Linked DNA regions of Canis lupus: region 1 is linked to region 2. A link is a contact called in public Hi-C data. All regions are on one chromosome and are shown on one strand. The core of a region is the stretch at or near the end of the contact, and the rest is flanking DNA. Distances in the headings are between cores, read along the strand shown.

The links. A called contact is a pair of places that touch in the nucleus more often than the background predicts.
Region 1: a contact with region 2 is called in a Hi-C map of blood, with 3 times the contacts expected there. The contact joins the enhancer-like site here to the promoter of TGIF1 in region 2. A contact is called at or near these places in 3 of 9 Hi-C or Micro-C datasets (amygdala and blood).

What each region holds. Positions count from the first base shown.
Region 1 is chr7:70,225,502-70,231,528 of UU_Cfam_GSD_1.0, reverse strand. The region is part of intron 9 of DLGAP1 (disks large-associated protein 1); the gene reads left to right. Among named protein-coding and RNA genes, the nearest start is that of TGIF1, 120 kb to the right of the region's middle. Within about 2 kb of position 2,463, at least 11 of the 20 cell types and tissues checked have an H3K27ac peak or open chromatin away from gene starts, as enhancers often do. A contact at or near this core is called in blood, where this site is marked.
Region 2 is chr7:70,106,464-70,112,241 of UU_Cfam_GSD_1.0, reverse strand. It overlaps TGIF1 (homeobox protein TGIF1), which reads right to left and starts at 3,562. Exons shown (of 4, transcript XM_038543730.1): 1 at 3,341-3,562; 2 at 2,493-2,812. The coding sequence starts at 2,508. LOC111096808 (a long non-coding RNA gene) reads left to right here and starts at 4,835. Exons shown (of 5, transcript XR_005362609.1): 1 at 4,835-5,022.

The DNA.
Region 1 (6,027 bases), core at 1,214-3,713, 120 kb before region 2:
TCACATAGCCATCTGCTGAGGTTCATAGGTAAAGCCAGAGGATGGAGGAAGTTTGGTGAATAATCCATAGGACCAACTGCTTTCAGCTGATACTAGGTCGGGCTTTTGCCTACTAGCTCGTGGTGAAAGTTGGCCAGTCGCAATTGCACTCGGCCAGCCCTCAGCCAATGCCAAAGAGAAGTGGGCGTCGGTGACAGGAGATTCAACTGTAAGACCCAAGGTCACCCAGAATGGCTGCTGAGTAGTCATTTCACTTCCGCCCCAGTGACTTCCCTATCCTGATTAGTGGTCCTTTTTTCCTTTTTCTCCAGGAAGTGCCTTTTCATCCCTGTTCATTCCTTCAGGTAACAAGTACTTTACTACGGTCCTACCATGTGCCATGCGTGTTTCAAGCACTGTGGTCACCATGAAAAAAAACGGACAACAGTGCCTGACCTGGTGGTTCTTACATTCTTAACTAAATTCCTTTCTCAGAATTCCTAGTCAGGAAAAAAAAAAAAAAAATCACCTACAGAGACTATAGGAAAGTATCACTGTGAAGTGACCTCTGACAAGAAATCAAAGCTTGATGAAAAGCTTAAAAAAAAAAAAATCCTTCCCTGCTCCTGGCACCATCCCTACCCCCAGGCCTTGTAGGCATGTTGTTCTTTGGCAAGACCCAGTCTGCACTAACCTGAGGGGTTGGTAGACCAACTGCCCAAACAGGAAACCTTATATAATTCGGTAACCCTGACCTTGGGCCCTGAATCTTCCCCTCCTGTAAACAATCCATTCAATCCAGGAAAACCTGCAGACCGGCTGGGACAAATTTTGAAAAACACACACAAAGTTACAAACATTGAAAAAAATCCCTAAGTCCTAGAGGAAGTGATATATCTGACTCAATGGTAGAAATCACTTCATAAAGTGATGGAACAAATGGAAACTTAATCCTAACAGATGAAACTGCCAGGGCAGTCACTTCTGTACATGGATGACTCAACAGCACCTGTTGGAAAGACCAGGAAAATGAGCCGTGAAATTCTGATCACATTCCCTTCTGGAAGCAATGGCCCTGCCTTGCAAATTAGTAAGCCCAGTGTTCTCAACATCCTAGTTCTTAAGAAGGAAGGCTATGACTCACCGTGGCTACTGGTCAAATGATTCTTACTCAGAGCCGTGGGCTTTTAATCTTTAGTATTAAATGGTCTAAGCAAATACTAGCCAAATGTCTGTCTACTTCAAGATGTTCCTTTGAAATGATTGATTTCAGGCAACAACTGGTTTTCCATATGGTAACCCTCAATTTCTAATATTATTTAACTTGCTGCCAAACTTCATTAAAAGTCCACATTAGAAGTTTTAGACTAAAGTCCCTTGGACCTGGGCCTTCTAAAATGACTTTCCTCCAAACATCATTGAACTTCCTTTAATTTAGTTAATTAATGGAACTTTCTGAAGAGCACAGTTACTTTGATCTAAACCTCTTGCTTGGTTTCCAGTTAACATTTCCAGAGAGGGAGAAAGAACGGATGCCCTCACAACTGGCTGGAGCTATCAGCAGCTCGCAACTGTAGCCATTCCTCCAAATCAAGAAACACCAGAAGGGAGAGTACCTGAGAGAAAGAAGACTGGTTAAAAACAGTGCCCTTGGCATTTCTGTGGGTGTTTGCCCCACACGGAGATAAAAGAGCTAAACTGGTACTGCAAGCCCTGCTTTCTGGGAAGCTGGGCCTGCAGTCTGGAAATCCTAAATAATCCTTGCAAGTAGACTAACTGGAAACCAGAGATGTGAATTAGAAATGCCTCCGCCCCAGAGAAAGGTTTCTGCATACAACTCACGTAAAAAAGATAAAAATGGAAAATGCAAGTCTCACCCAGCAGGAGTGCTCAGTTTCTTGGCTCTTAATCCTTGCTGCCATCCACCTAACCAAACGGGCGGCAGCAGTTCTTGCTTTAGGGTAAAATTCTTGTTGCGGTGAGAGTTTAAAAGCAGGGCATTCTGAATGTTGACTAACACTCCCGGTGTTTCTTTCCGGAAGTCAAAGCCTAGCAAAGACGTCCACCACCACCCCACCCCACCCCCACCCCCACCCCCACCCCCGCATAGCCTGACTTGACTTACCTTGGAGCTAGGCCGCGGATTTGCAGGTACCTCGGTGCTCTTCCGAGTTTAGCCACAAGGTGGCACCCGAGAGCAGGGCTGCCGGCAGCGCTACCTTTTTCGCAGCTCCTTGGCCCCGGGCATGGGGGGGGGGCGGGGCGGGGTATGGAGGTGCTGGGAGGGGAGCTGCAGTTGGCTTTAAAAAAAAAAAAAAATCCACTTGTCCTCTGAAGTCATGCCACTTGCCACTTTCTAAAGCAAAGGTTGCCACGTTACCTGTTGCCAGGTTCCTGGGAGTGCTTGGGGGAAAATGTGGGCGAGAAAGGTACAGCACAAAGTCCTCCAGCTTGGTGCCTTTCAAGCTCTTTGGACGGGGCTGGCGCTGACATTTGCAGCGCAGCTGCCGCGCATCGCCCGAGCATTGTTCGGTCGTGGTGCTAACAGAGGAGTGGCTGCCTGTTACATCATTTCCAGGCATGAAGTGCCTGGGGCTCTTCCCCACCCCTCCCCACCCACCCCCCCTTTTAATGACTAACTCCGCGCCCTCCTTCCCGGGAGGTCGGGACAGTGCAGGCTCTGTGCGCCGCGGCCTCACCTCGGGAAGCCCAAGGATTGTAGCAACGTGTTAAAACAACTTGGGTGCCTCTTAGAAAAGAAGAGGGGGGGAGGGGGGAGCTGTGACCGAAACAAACCTTTCCATTCTTCCCGGGGAGAACAATGTGCTGCTTGAGGAGCAGCGGCGCGGCGGGGCGAGCTCTGCCCCCCGCGGGAGCCGCCTGCGATCGGGCGCGGATCTCCCAGCCAGACAAGCCGAGGCTTGGGGCGCGCGTCTGGCGTTGGAAGCGTCTGGAACACCGGCAGCTCCCAGCTGGCAAGTCTTACGACCGGGGAGTCAGGAGCGCGCCCCTCCCTCGGTCCACACAAGCGCGCTGTTCTCTGCTTGGACCCAGAAAACCTTCCCGAGGCCCTGCGGTTTCCGTGCAGGACGGTTAGCGGGACCCGCTCCCGGGCCCCCCCATCCCCCCGCCCCGGGCCAACCCCCTCCCCGGGGGACCCAGGCCTCCCCCGCGCCGCGCTCTGGGTGGCCCGGAGACGCTCAGCTGTAAATATTTTGAAACGACGGAGCGATTTTTCCATGTCTATATTTTGTTTTGGGGAGTTCCTCCTCTTTTTTTTTCCTTGGGGGGGTGGGGGGGGACAGTATTTTCATCTTGCCAGAAGGAGCACAGGCGCAGCAGAGCGGCTGGAGGGGCTGGGGAGGAGGGGGGATCTTCAGCAGGTTGCACGCCCAGCGCGGAGCCCGACTCTTGCAACACTTTTTTTTTTTTTTAAGATTTTATTTATTTATTCACGATAGAGAGAGAGAGAGGCAGAGACACAGGCAGAGGGAGGAGCAGGCTCCATGCAGGGAGCCCGACGTGGGACTCGATCCCGGGGGCTCTAGGATCACACCTTGGGCCAAAGGCAGGCGCTAAACCGCTGAGCCACCCAGGGATCCCACACTTTTTTTTTTAAGATTTTATTTATTCATGAGAGACAGAGAGAGAGAGAGAGAGGCAGAGACACAGGCAGACGGAGAAGCAGGCTCCATGCAGGGAGCCCGATGCGGGGGCTCGATCCCGGGCCTCCAGGGTCACGCCCTGGGCCGAAGGCGGACACTCAGCCGCGGAGCCACCCCGGGATCCCGCAGCGCTTTGAACCGTGCGGCTGGTGCACCCCTCGCTGGCCACCCCAGATGTGTTCGGTCTCCATGCCTTTGACAGGTTCCGGCAGGGTGCCAAGCACAGCAATGGGGAGCGTTAGGGGGCATTTTCTCACGAGAAGCATGATAGACTGTACTGGACAAGGCGTTTAATCGAAGTTTTGTTGGGCAGCTGGTTGCAGGCGGTTTGGGGGAAGGAAGAGAACTGGGAACGAGGCCTCCTCCGACTTAGGCAGACTCCACTACTTAGTAGCTGTGTAAGATAAAGACCTCAGTTACCTGCTCTGAGCCTCTCTGTCTTACCATCAAACAAATGGGGGTGGCAAGAGCTTCCTCTGTCATGACATCATGTCTATTAAATACTTAGCACAGTGTGTTATGGAGCAAGGATTCACCCTGGTGATTTGGTTCACCTCAGGGCAGGTCAAGAGCCTGAACTAAAGGGGCACCGGGCTGGCTCAGCTGGTGAAGCACAGGAGTCGCCATCCCTGGGGACTGTGAATTCAATTCAAGCCTCATGGTGGATGTAGAGCTTAAAAAATAAAAAAGAGTCTGGACTAATGTTCCATCTTATCATTGTTTTCACCTGGGTTTGTGCCTTTCACTGTGAAGGACTCAAGCCAGAAGGCTGGTTTGTCTGGCACTTGGTGGGAGAGGAGCCCCGCCTGTGTGGCATGCCACCCCCGGGAGCCTGACCTCCAGTTGGTTGCCAGTTCGGCACGCCTGGGCCTCCTTGATGCGAAGCAGCAGCAGCAAATTTCTCTTATTAGCAGCTTTACCCTCGCCTGTGCCAGAACGCATTCCCAGGATGCCAGAACATTGGTCATTGCTACCAAACATCCTTGTTGGTAATGCTCCCTAACGGCTTCTCTTGGCTTCCTTCTTCAGCTTTTTCACATCACTCTCAATGGGTCTCTACTTCTCAATTTTTTTCTACCTTTTATTCATATTCATAAAACCACAGGAGCTTCAGTTTGAAAGAAATCTTGTCACCTACGGCAGGCTCCTCTCACATGGTGGTACAATCTTAATAACTGCCCAGCCAAAAGATGAGCTGGTCTGTGCTTCACACGTCCAGAGACCAAAAGATCACTACCCAGCAAGGGCCCCATATTCCACCTTTGGACAACTGACTACTAGAGAACTATTCTTCCTACCTTTGTGATTTCCCACGGGGCCTTATACAGAACTAGTCCATGCCAACGTTGAGGCAAGAGCCTTCAAAATCATTGGAAATTCTTCCGCCTTCCTTCTCTTGCAAACCAAACATCCCCTCTCCTTAATCCACTCCTCTTAAGAGATGGTTTTTCTTTCCTCGGAGCACTTTGCAATTTCCCCTTAAAGAGAAGAGCCCGGAATGAAATGCAGCACCACAATCCTCCCCTTGTTCTAGACATCACATTTGTACTCCTGCACACCCTCTTAGAAATAGGCAGCTTACCTGATGTTAAAACCACAATCTTGTATTTGTGCAGCAGTCCCTTTATGTCCTACATCCTTCCCCATTTCCTTTTTTTCCTTTGGCCTCTTCACATCATTTTGCTTTCTAAAATAGCCTGTAGTTTCAAGTTACTTCCCTAATATGTTCTTAATCCTACATGCACTACCTCCATCCTGTCCACTGGATTTGCAAATGTTTCCTGTAAGTGCTTCTCAAACTCTCTCTGGTGATAGACTAGTTTGTTTGTTTGGTGTCTGATTGTTGCAGATTGGCATTTTGATAAAAAATGCAATAAAAGAATCACTAGATAAAGGAAAAGTTTAAAATAGGGCACCCCAAAACAAGCCCCAGTCTTCTTTGTTGTTAGATTTGACCAATAAACAGTCTTTAGAATCGTTGTAAAAGTTTCTAAAAGTTCACTCTCAATTTTCTCAGTGTATTTCACTCTACACTCATCAAATACTTTGTGAATGGGCACCAGTCTGTGGACCACACTTTGAACAGTGCCACTCTATGGGTACAGGTGTGCTGGAAATGCTTAACAACTGGCTCTCTGAGGCAGGGGTAGTATTTCCCAATTTCCATATGTAAACATTCACACCAAGGTCAGTTTCAAGCTATCGATGAAATGTCACTAAACAGAGACTTGGAAAGAGATTTGCACAATTACCTGGCAAACTGAGAAGAGCCAGTTCCAGCACCCCACTGGTAACCCCATTTGATGAAAGAAGATTAAAAAAATCTTCTTTTGAGGGCTCGTTAAATTATTGTTGGCTGGACCAAATCACCCAAATCAGGAGA
Region 2 (5,778 bases), core at 2,313-4,812:
GCAAAGAAGACGTCGGGGATTTTCCTCCCTGAATCTTCTTTGCTGGTCTTAAAGCCACTTTGTGGGGTGGGATCTCTTTGATATCCTCCGCTTTCTCGAGGCCAGACAACTACGATCACAAACCACGCTTACCAAATCCCGGGCCCCCGAGTGCTTTTGTTTGCAAGAAAACTTGAAAAGATTTCCACAGACTTATCAGACAAACCGTGCAACTCCACAAGCCAGGCTGGGCAGAGCTCTCCCCGGCTCCTGGGCTGAGCCGACCCGCAACGCGGGCCCCCTCCGAGGTCGTTTTAGGAAAGCGGCGGGGAGGCAGGCCGCGGGAGGACGGCGGGCGGGAGGAGCCCGGGCGGGAGCACGGCCGGAGAGCTTTTGTTCTTGCGCTGAGCTCGCCCCTCCAGCTGCACGTCCCGAGGACTTCGGGAGTTTCAGATTACAAGGAGAAACGAGAAATGGTGCCGTGAATCTCGGGGGTCTGCCCACCCTCAATAGTATTTGCCGGGAAAACCTAAAAAGGGAAAGAAGCCGGGCAATCTCAGCAGTCTCGGCTCCCCCGCACAGGCTCTGAACCAGTCGCAAAGTTTCCCTTCCTACACGTCACCTTTCATTGTTTCCAGGAGTCGGCGCTCGGTAGCAGGACCTCGCGCGCCCGGGGCCGCTGACCCCGAATGTCCCCACCCCGCGGCCGGCAGGTCCCAGCCTCGTTCCCCGGCTGGGAGCGGGGGATGGGGGGGGGATGGAGAGAGAGCGGGAGGCACCCCGGGGGGGCTCCCGGGAAGGACCGGGGGCGCTGGAGGCGGGGGGCGGGGGGAGACGAAGAGAGCGGGGGAGCGCCCCCGGGGGCTGCGGGGGAAGACCAGCCGGGCTTGATCAACACCTTGCCCGGCGCAGCCCAAACAATGGGGGGGAGCCCGCCCCCGGCGGAAACGCAGCTTTGCTTGCGGCTCCTAAGCACCACTCTGCAAAAACAAAACCCCAACTGAACGCCGTCAGCAGCGCCAGGAGAGGGAGGCCGCCTTCCACTACGGATCCAGACCCCGGCGGAGGGGACACGGCCTTGCAGGCGCTCCCCGCTCGGTTCCTTCCCAGCCCCGTTACGTAGCCGAGCCTCTAAGCCCTCAACATGCTCTCGGAGCCCTCCCACCAACTCCGATGAGCGCCCCAGCTCTTGACGTTTTAATTTTACTTTCGCTGGGGAGGCACCGGCTGAGAAGCTCCGCCTGAGAAGCCACCAGCCCAGAATGAAAGGGAACAGAACTCCAAGGTGGAAAAACGTGGCCGAAGGGACCCCCTCGGGTAGAAGGCTGCCCCACTAGCAACATTGGGCTTCTAACTGCACGGGCTGGAGGAGTCTGAAAGAATGTGGAGTTACAAAAACTCCGGACGCTCCTGGGCATGCGCAGCAGCTCTCCCCCCCCCCCCCCCCCCGCCGCCCCCGCGCTGCCTTCCCCGAGCGATTAACTTCTGTTTTGAACCACTCCACATAAATCACAACAGAAAAGCCAACTCTGGCTCGCCACGGAACGTTCGGGGTACCTCCCAGCCAGGGGCTCAAAAGTTTAACTTCAAAAGGGAGTTAACTTCTTTTTTTTTTTTTTTTTGGCCTTTCGTGGGGGTGGGTTTCTTGTTGCCGGTTTCTCCCTTTCTGTGTATTTTGTTTTTAAACCAGACTGACGGCAAGTTTTAGTTGTAACGCGTCCAGGACGCTTCGTGGAAACAATGACAGGCTCGCTCTGTGCACTTACAACCAAGCCTGCTTGTCACACTTGGACTCGTTCGGACTCCACGCCGCGGTAAGCGGCTCGCCCTCCGTCCTAACTCTTCATCTCGCCCCAAATCCATCGTGGGAAAACTTTGAGAGGCTGGGAGTTTCTAAAAGTCTTAACTTTGCAAGGCCACCGACGCCGCAGGGCGGTGTGGGGGCCCGAGCTGCATTCCTTCGATCGTGAAAACACCCCATCCCCAGTGAGGAGGGTGCCCGGGCCCAGCTGCGGGGGAGGGAGTGGGGGCCCAGGAGCCCAACTTTCAGACAAAGGCGCCTCCGCTCCGCAGTCCCGGCCGCCCCGGGTCCCGGCCCGGAGAATCGGGGTGGGGGTCTCCCCCCGCCCGCCGACCCCGGCCCCCATCTCGGCCCGCGAGGACCAGCTAGAAGCCACGCGGCCGCCCCGCGGAGCGTGGGGGTGTCGGCGGAGACAATGAAACTTGGAGGCGCACAAACAAGGCGCTGAGCGTGTTTCTTGACAACGTGCCAGCAGCGTGGAGAGGCCCGTCTCCCCACAACAGCCCCTCGTGTTGTGTCTAGGAGGAAAACGGCAACTGCCATTGCAGACGCAGCCCCAACAAAGAGAAACGGCCGCGGTTCCTGCCCGAGAGCCCCGGGGCTGAAAAGTCCCCCAAGTCCCTCTCGCCCCAAGCCCGGCGGGGCCCGGCGAGCACGTTTCCCCGGGACCCGGGACCCGCGCCCACGGCCGGCCCAGCCCACGGAGGCTTACCTTTCTTGCTCTTCATTCTGGAGCTCCCCTTCCAGCGCGAGGCGATGCTGGGGTCTCGAGGGGCCAGGAGCGGGGCCGAAGGGGGCACGCGATTGTCCTCCTTCCCCGCCGACTCTCCCGTAACTTGTAGGACGCGCTCCAGCCGTTATTGCTAATCCAGGCGCTCGGATCCCAGGCGCCCGCTCCTCGGGTGGGATTCAAGTGACACTTGGGCGTCCTCCGGCCGGGATCTTCGGGCAGCCGGCTGGGGGCTCTCCCTCGCCCAACTCGCTCCCCTCCCCTCTCCTTTGTTCCCCGCTCCTGCTCGGCGTACCTCGGCGCTGTCAGAGTGAGAGAGGCGGAGAGGGAAGGTACAGGAGGTCCTGCCTCCGCCCCCAGCCGCCCGCCCCGTCCCCCTCCCGCCCCGCCGCTCCTCCGCCCCTCCCCCGCCCCTTCCAGGCCGGGAGGACGGCACCGAGCGCTCCGGCCGCGCGGCCGCTCTCCGCGCCTCCCGGGCCGCTGTCACCCGTCCCTCGTGGGGGCGGCGGAGCCCAGAACCTCGAGCCTTCCTCCTTGCCGCGCGCACGCCGCCCGCATCCCTCGCTCGGCGGCGGCGACAGCAGCCGAGCGCCCGGGTTTCTCCTTCGGGCCTTTCTTCCTGGGGCTGGCGAGGGTGCGTTTGGTTAGGAAATTGCAACAGATGGAAAAAGGCTGCCCCCTCCTCCACCCCAGGGAAGAAAAGGCTCCCCTCTCGTTTTTTGACAGCTGCCCCAAGCTCCACCGTCCCGGCTCTAGCCGCAGGAGAAGACAGCTGCTTCTGATTCAAGGGGCGGGGCACCGCAGGAAAAGTATTCAGGACAAGAACCAACTTCTTCCAGAATGCGCGGCTGCCATTGACACGCGGGCGCGGCGCGGCGCACCCTGCTCCTCCGGGGCTCTTCCTCCAACGGCGACGGCGGTGGGTGGGGGGAGGAGAGCGAGACACAGACACCCCAGGCAAGTGTCTGTTACCCCGGGCTAGAGCTGCGAGTTCCGGGCTGGATTGCAAGGCAGTTTCAAAATCTAACACGTTGCGGACAGACACTTGTCATGCTCACATGCTCTTTAAAAGTCTCAGCTTGGGGACTGCCCGGGCGCGCGCCCGCCCCGCTGCAAACACTCGGCCCGAAGCCCCCCCGCACCCCCCCCGCGGGTCGCCGCGGACCCAGGCAGCTGCCGCCCTCAAGGAAAGGGGCGACCACACGGGGGGGGCGGGGGGGCGGGGGGGCTGCTCCACTGTTTCGGTAAAGTCTACTTTTAGGACTTGGTTAAGGGACCCCTTCTCCCCTCGCGTATTTCAAACAGAAACTGGCCATTGAGTAAACACATGTTCCTGTTGGTTTATTTTGGTTGAGAGTTGGGGCTCCAACAGGAGTTCCTTGATGAGATTACCCTGGTAAAGGACCAGATGCTGTTTGGCTGATTTCAAGAAACGCCTGCCTCCTCCCCGCCCTCCCCACTAGGTCCAGTTTTCTCGTGTGTGTCTCGTTGTTTTGAAGTAAACGAACTGTCGCATGTCACTGTAAGACTTTCCCCATCACTAAAAAAAAAAAAAAAAAAAAGAGCCAAACCGTAAATAAGCCTAGCAGAGACGTCAGCGCCCGAGTCTGCCTCCAGTTTCGGCTCTGAGCTGTTTTTGTTTTGTAACCTCGATGGAGAAGCCGGCAGGAAAAGCTCCGTGGAAATAAGGTTAAACCCGAGGAGGACTCAGGCAGCCAAACGATGACTAACTAGACTTTGGAGCCTCTGTTTTAGGATTACAGCGAAAATTAAAGCCAGCCTCCCACCCACTCGCCGTCCTAAAAAAAAAAAAAAAAAAAAAAAAAGAAAGACACCCCCGCCTCGAGAGTGAATTAGGGTTAGAGTTTACAAAGCTTGGGTGGTTTTACCAATTACAGGGCTTAAAATGAATAAACAAGGAAAAAGGCGTCATTCTAAGAAGGCTGCAACCTTACGATTTTTTCTTCTTCCGTGGCTCGCCGACTGCTCGGCACCTAAGAGAGCACACATCTAAAAGGGCAAAGGAGGGGGCCACATGGTCCTGGGGGAAACCACCAGCCGGGAAGCTACCCTGCAACTTGCTGGAGCGAAGTTCCTTCCCCGGGCCTGGCTGGAGATGAATCAGCTGCTGCGCCCGAGCGCCGGACAGATGTGGGGCGGGGAGGGGGGGCCGCCCGTTGCAGGGCCGCGGCGTTCTCGCATTTGAAGGGTTGTTTGTTGCTGGGATTGGTGGCTCGAATCCGTTGGGGAACTGGGAGGAGGGAGGAGGGAGGAGAGACGCAGGGAGGAGGAGCCGGGGGCCGGCTGACGCCGCGACTCCGAGGTCTGAGTGGCAGGAGCCCCGTCCGGCCCCGGGCGGTTACTGGGGAGACGCTTTGTTTGCTAACTTCGAAAGCCGCGCTCGGAGCCGCTCGGCCCTGCACGCCTCCCGGGCGGCTAAGCCCGACCCCCAAACGCTTCCTTCTGCGTGGTTATCCTTGGCCACGCGGTGGCTCTCATTAGGTGCACAAAGGTATCTTTTTCTTCGTCTAAGAGGACTTGGCTAATTACCGCGATTCTCAGGCAACCGGGATGGAAACCGAGAGTCGAAGCGACTTTACAGCTAGAAAACAAACTTTACGGGGGAAGGAGGAGGGGCGGGGGAGAATTAAAAGCTTCTTTCAAATTGCGAGGAGGAAAAGAAGTCCAACCTTAAACTCCCTGGCTGGAGGGCCGGCTTGATCCGGCCAGGGCTCACCTTTTGCTCGAGCGAGCGAAACCTATCCGAGCTGTTATTAAATCTGATGAGATGCTCCAAAGAGGAACACGGGCACCGTTCAGCGTGATGGCCTTTCCAGTAGATACCCCACCCCCACCCCCACCCCCACCCAAGGCAGGTCCCAAACTTGTTTGGAGCTTTGGGTTGTTGTTGCATTCTGGGAAGAAAGTGCCTGGAGTCTGCATAACACTGGGAAGAAAAACAACCAAAAAGAGTGGGCTCGAAAAACCAGCAATGGCTTAGGATATTTTTTTTTTGTTGTTTATTTGCTTTTCTCAAGGTGGAAAAACAAGTTTTAGTTCTGGCTCTGTCAGTCCCTTCATGTCTCAGGCAGGGCCTATTAAACTGATCCAGTGACTTTTGAGTTTTCTTTCCAGGGCTGAAAGAAATGATGATACCCATTCGCTTTTGCTACCTATTACTTGCTGAATTCAGATGAATGTTAAATTGGAAGGATATGGGAGTAAAGGCGAGAAGGTGCTTGGTGCTGGAGAAGGCGGCTGATAAATA